Linked DNA regions of Sus scrofa: region 1 is linked to region 2. The links are chromatin contacts, called in public Hi-C maps. All regions are on one chromosome and are shown on one strand. The core of a region is the stretch at or near the end of the contact, and the rest is flanking DNA. Distances in the headings are between cores, read along the strand shown. Region 1 has its middle 8.1 kb from the start of ID4. Region 2 has its middle 660 kb from the start of ID4.

Region 1 (2,786 bases), core at 72-2,571, 660 kb after region 2:
TTACTCCTTTACCCCTTCATCATGATTTAGCTTCAGACCAATATACCTAGATGCCTTCTGGTCTTCTCTGCCTCTGAAGTGTAATGGATCTGAAACAGCATTTCATGCTTTCTGCAAACCTGTCATTCTCTCTGAATTCCTTACTGTCTCAGTCAACTTGGGCTTCTATAACAAAGTACCATAGACCAGGTGGCTTAAAAGACAAATATTGATTTCTCATGGTTCAGGAAGCTGGGAAGTTCAAGATCAGGGTGCCAGCCAGTTTGGTTCCAGGAAGTCACTGCCATTGCTGGATGAGCATAGCAACCAATACACCTGCATCCTTCAGATCCCACAGTCACATGGGGCGCTTAGCTTCCTCCTTGGAGCTTCACCATAAAAATGCAAAAAAAAAAAAAAAAACTCAGGGCTAAGCCAGGTCCTCTCTCCTGCTCCCATGACCTGAATGTAAGGATCCTTCAGCTCTCATTTCCCACCAATTCTTTTCCTCCTTTGCTTCTGGCTGCCTTCAGAGACATAGTCTCTGTTTCAGCTCTACTGAAGTTCTCATCCTGCGGATGCTAGATGGCAAAATTGCTTATCTCTCTTTTCTTGACAGAGGATGATTGATTTCCTGAGTGTTAGGAAAAGAGCAGACTCAGGAAGAACACACATGGATCGTGCAACATGGGGGTAAAGGGAGGGGGCACCTGCCCAGCCAGCCAAACCAGCTAAGCCAATTTGGTCATCTGTGGGTGAGGGCTGACCTATCCACATCCAAAATAGCTCTTTCATGCTTCCCTTCCTTTGCACATGGTGTTACCCCCACTCCCAGTCTACTCTGTTCTTGAACTTCTCACCATCCTTTAAGACCCAACTGTCACTTCTTCTGCAAGAATCCTATGATGCCTCTTCCCCCGGCACTCCCTACTAAAGAGCTAAGGCATCCCATGCTATAGTATAATTGTTTTCACATGTCTATGTTTTCTGTAGCTTCTTGACCCTCCAGGGATTCCAGACCACAAAGTACAAGAAGAACATTCCTGTAACTCTCTGTGCCAGGAAATCTAGCAAATTCTTTGCCACTCAACAGTGCAGATGAGAGACTGTCATTATCTTTTAAAGCCTTTGGCTGCCTTAAACACGGAAAAGAGATAAACTGTGTGTTCTTGAGAATGAGGGAGTGTGGTCAGCCTTGGGCAGAGAGATTGAGAAGGAAAGAGAGGCACAGCCGATTCTCTCTCGCCAAGAAACATTCCTGATTTAAGTGGGGATAAGCAAAGACACCTCAGTACCAGGAATGGAGGTGTGAGGCAAGGAGGGATGGCTACACAGTTGTCAGATGTGATAGGCCTGGGGTGTCAGCAGCAGGCAGGGGGCACTCAGAAAGATTGCACAATCTGGTCGGTCCCTGCTTGTGTCGTGGGCTCCTCGTTCTCTAGAATTGGTGAATGACATTGATGTGGGATAGATCAGTCGCGAGAAATGCAGTGACTCCCCATGAATCAGTTCAGAAAGAATAATCCTCCTGCCTGAAAGGGAAAACATTTTCCAGATGGAAGTTTCATTGCCCCTACTAGGATCTGGGGCCTAGAAGTAGAATTGTAAGATCAGTAGCCTGGAATATGTCTTGTATCATTCCCCTCATGTTCCAGTGAAGAAGACAGAAGCCCAAAGGAGGATGAATGATGGAGGCAGGTCCAGAACCTGGTTTCTCATTCTCTAATCCAGGGCCCCGAAATGCAGGATGGTGGATTCTATTCCAATTTACTCTTGGGGGTTTCTCTCCATTCATACTCTCATCTCCAAATTGCCTCATGTTCTTTCCTAAGACAGTAGGGTCCATATCCTAAGCAAATAATCATTAAAGGCAGGGCTTTGAAAAGATCTGGCTTTCTTTTAAGAAAGAGAACAGAGGTCAAGTACTTTACAATGAGGATCTAAGCTCTTTGACAAAGGAGCAATGGCAATTCCATAAAGAAGGGATAGTCTTTCCCACAAACGATGCTGGAGCAATTGGACAGCCCTGTTTCAAAGAATGGACTTAGACCCAGAGTCACAAAAATCCACTCACCGTGGATCATAAACCCAAGTGTAATGAAAAACTGTAAAACTTCTTGAGGAAAACAGAGGAGGAAAACTATGTGACTTTGGGTTTGGTGATGAATTTTTAGATGCCACACCAAAAGCATGAAAGAATTTGAACCCTTTGTTATCCTCCACAGCTCTATCCTCTCACATCCAATCAATGGGGACATGGAGACCTGTGGTGTGGGGAAGGGTCAAGCCAAAAGACTTGGTTGGGTGTGGAGTTCCCATCGTCGCACAGCGGAAAAGAATCTGACTAGGAACCATGAGGTTTCGGGTTCAATCCCTCGCCTCGCTCAGTGGGTTAAGGATTCAGCATTGTCGTGAGCGGTGGTGTAGGTCGCAGATGCAGATCAGATCTGGCATTGCTGTGGATGTGGCGTAGGCTGGCCGCTATAGCTCTGATCAGACCCCTAGCCTGGGAACTTCCATGTGCGGTGGGTGTGGCCCTAAAAAAGCAAAATAAAAACAAAACAAAAAGACTTGGCTGCTACTCAGAGTTCTGCAGCTAATTAGCTGTGTCCCTTCAGGCAAGTGAGCTTTCTGTGTTCCTCCTGCCTCATCTGTAAAATGGGTATATAATAATCACTATCTAATACAGAGGGTTCTTGAAAGATTCCAAGAAGGTAACACATATGAAAACATTGTATAAGACAATGGTTATAACTTTGGTACATATAAAAAATCATCTGGAGAGAGTTTTAAAGTTTAGATTCCTG
Region 2 (2,876 bases), core at 327-2,826:
GCTGAAGAAACATGTAGTGTCAGTTGCTGTGGGCAGCTGTCTTGTGAAGGCAGTCAGAGGATGATGGACAGAAAAGACAGAGAAGGAAACAGAAAAGAAATGCATTTGGAGCTCTGGTCAATCCATGGCTTAAGACTGAGCTTTTCAATTATGTGAGCTAATAACTCTCCTAGGTTGTTTTAGCCATGTTGTGTTGTTAACTTTTACTTGCAACAAAAACCTTCCCAATTGACTCACAGGTTACACAGGGGCTGTAGTGAATTAAGCATCAGTACCAACTAAAAGGCTCCAGGATGGGTTTTTGTATCCATATTGTTGTGTGTCTGACTTGTCATCTCTGAGTTCCTGAACAATAATTTGAGTTTACATTTCACTATTCTGCCCTGTTTCCTTCAATATCAGGGTATGTGCCCTAATTTGTGATTCTTTTAGGTGTTTTAATTAGCTATATTTCTTAATCCTAAGTGATTAAATGATATGTTTCAATGAATGATCCTTTCCATGGGTAAAGAGACTCTTGAAAACAGACATACCTGCAGAATCCTAAGGGATTTCCAATTCTAAATATAAGGCCACCAGACAGTCTAATGGTAGACGTATTTTGGGATAGGGTTCATGTCTTTTAAGGATCAGCCAACTATGAACAAAAATCTGGCTATGGAAATGTATAAGATGAGGAAGCATGTCCCATTTAGACTATAGGAATCAAAAGACTTTTAAAAGGCATTTAATGAACTCTCCAGGTCTGGACACCTAATACGCTAAAAATATGCATCTCTACAGCTGAAGTTTTGGTTTCCCAAGGGTGAGGCTGACAAACTAGTTCTACTGACATTAGCTCTTCTGTCTGTCATACCCTGAACTACCTGTACGCTTCCCTGAATTTGAAGACAGAAATAAGGCCACAGCTTGTAGTAGAGTCTTCTTATAGGAGAGTTGCATGCTATCTGGACAATGCCTTATGCGTTGGCAGACTCTGAAGATTCCAGTGATGACTCAGTGACTTGCTTAGTTTTTTGGAACTGACCACTTATTCACTTCCTGTACCTGGATTTGGTCAACCATGAATTAACGATCCTGATTCAGGCTTTGCTCACAGGTACAACTGATCATATATTCAGTTAACAATTATTCATCGAATATTTGTTATATTCTAGGCACTGAGGTATTAAAAAAGAGATTAAAAACTCCTACATTCACAGAGTTTAGGAGTGTGTGTAAGTGTGCATGTGTATGTGTGCATTTGCACATACAGATTAAAGGGATATGTGATTAAAGTATGTGGTATGTAAGAGGAGGTTAAAGACTGTGATAGTTTTGTACTGTGTCCAATTGGCTAAGCTGGAACCATGTTTCTCCTAATTCCTTTCCTTGTATGGTTCCCAGTTAAAGTTAGCCAAAAATGGAATTTGTACAAAGTTGGGAAACTGGAAGTAAAGAAGTAGCCATACTATCTGAAGATCATCATGGTTAGATGCCAGAAGAGTCAGACACGGAGGAGCCAGGGGATTCTGCCTTGCTCTTTTCGCCCCTTGCTCTGTGTCCAGCTCTTCTTGCTGACTGTCTGCTCTGCTGACCTACAGCAACTGCAGACTGGCCAACAAAACAGAGCCAAGAGCCTTCTCTTGACTTCTCCATCGGTTCTCCTACACAGCTCTGCGCCAGCTGGATGTGTTTTATTTCCCTCATTCTCTTGCAAGCTCTGTCTTGTCCATCTGCCGCAGTTCTTCACAAGGGCTGGGTTAGGTCTTTTCTCTTCTCTGCCAGTTCCTTTTACTGACCCTTGCTTCCCAGCTTCTCTCCTAATTGTGTAAGGCCTTATTCCTATAATACACCCATATTCCATACTACTCAGAGTGGTTCTACTTACCTTACTGAAACTCAATGGAAAAATCAAGCAGGGTAGGGGCAGAGGGTGTGCTGATAGGGAGTGAGCTGCAATTTTAAATAACCAAGAAGCACTGGAGCATAGCCCTGAGGAGATAAAGAAAATAATTGTAAATTTTTTCTAAAGCACCTGAAGACTATTCAAAGGATAATCTGAATAATAAAAGATTTGGCCCAGAAACACCTACACCTAAATATCTTATAATGCTGCATAAATATAGTAATCACAAAAAAATACTCAATTATTTTCTTTAGAGCCTTCTTTTGAAGTTGTTTTTCCTTAAACCTTATGGCATCTTGCTGAGGCAAAAATCAAGGCCAGAATTGTTCTTTGAGCTTTTAGAAGGAAAAGAGCTCTGTAGGTATGAAGCCATAAGAATAAAGTACCCTTGTTAAGTCACATTGCTCCACTGACTACTGGAGTTCAGCCATCTATTTTTCTAAAACACTCCCCCAGCTTTGCCTGTGTTTTCAAGGGCAACAATGACAAGTAAATATGAAGAGTGTAAGGAACTCAGGGGAGGTGGTCCCCAAGAAAGAGAAAGTGATACTGGAAAGTTTCTCCATTGGGATTTACTGAGATGAACTTGGCTTCAGAGTGCTCAAGCAGGATCTGCGCTCAGCTGCTGTACTAGAGAGAGATGAAACTGCACAACCAAATACTGTGCAGAAAGAAAACCCTCTGCTCCTGTGTTTGCCTGTCAGCAGCTCCAAGGGGTTGGTTTCCTGGCAACCTGCCACCTGCTTTCCCTCTGCGGAGCCTGGTCTGCCCCTAGGGGGAGCCCATCGTCTGTCAGCCTCCGAGGAGCGCTGGTGTTTGAACCACCTCCTCTTGGGATGGCAGGCTGCCTCTCTCACAGAGCACAATTAGAGCATCTGCCAGGAAAAGATTGTTTTGAGGCAGGTATGCATTTAATAAATTGGTGTTGAGGGCCTCCTGTGCCAAGGCATAGCTGATTGCCTATGGACAACTGTGGACTTTCTTTTGA

What was found. A called contact is a pair of places that touch in the nucleus more often than the background predicts.
Region 1: a Hi-C map of omental adipose tissue shows a contact between it and region 2, with 2.3 times the contacts expected there. The contact joins two enhancer-like sites. A contact is called at or near these places in 9 of 47 Hi-C or Micro-C datasets (alveolar macrophages, brain, embryonic fibroblasts and 5 more) and 1 of 2 datasets of contacts at active chromatin or transcription factors (skeletal muscle).

What each region holds. Positions count from the first base shown.
Region 1 is chr7:15,288,625-15,291,410 of Sscrofa11.1, forward strand. No RefSeq gene overlaps it. Among named protein-coding and RNA genes, the nearest start is that of ID4, 8.1 kb to the left of the region's middle. Within about 2 kb of position 1,322, at least 3 of the 83 cell types and tissues checked have an H3K27ac peak or open chromatin away from gene starts, as enhancers often do. A contact at or near this core is called in omental adipose tissue, where this site is marked.
Region 2 is chr7:14,625,100-14,627,975 of Sscrofa11.1, forward strand. No RefSeq gene overlaps it. Among named protein-coding and RNA genes, the nearest start is that of ID4, 660 kb to the right of the region's middle. Within about 2 kb of position 1,577, at least 16 of the 83 cell types and tissues checked have an H3K27ac peak or open chromatin away from gene starts, as enhancers often do. A contact at or near this core is called in omental adipose tissue, where this site is marked.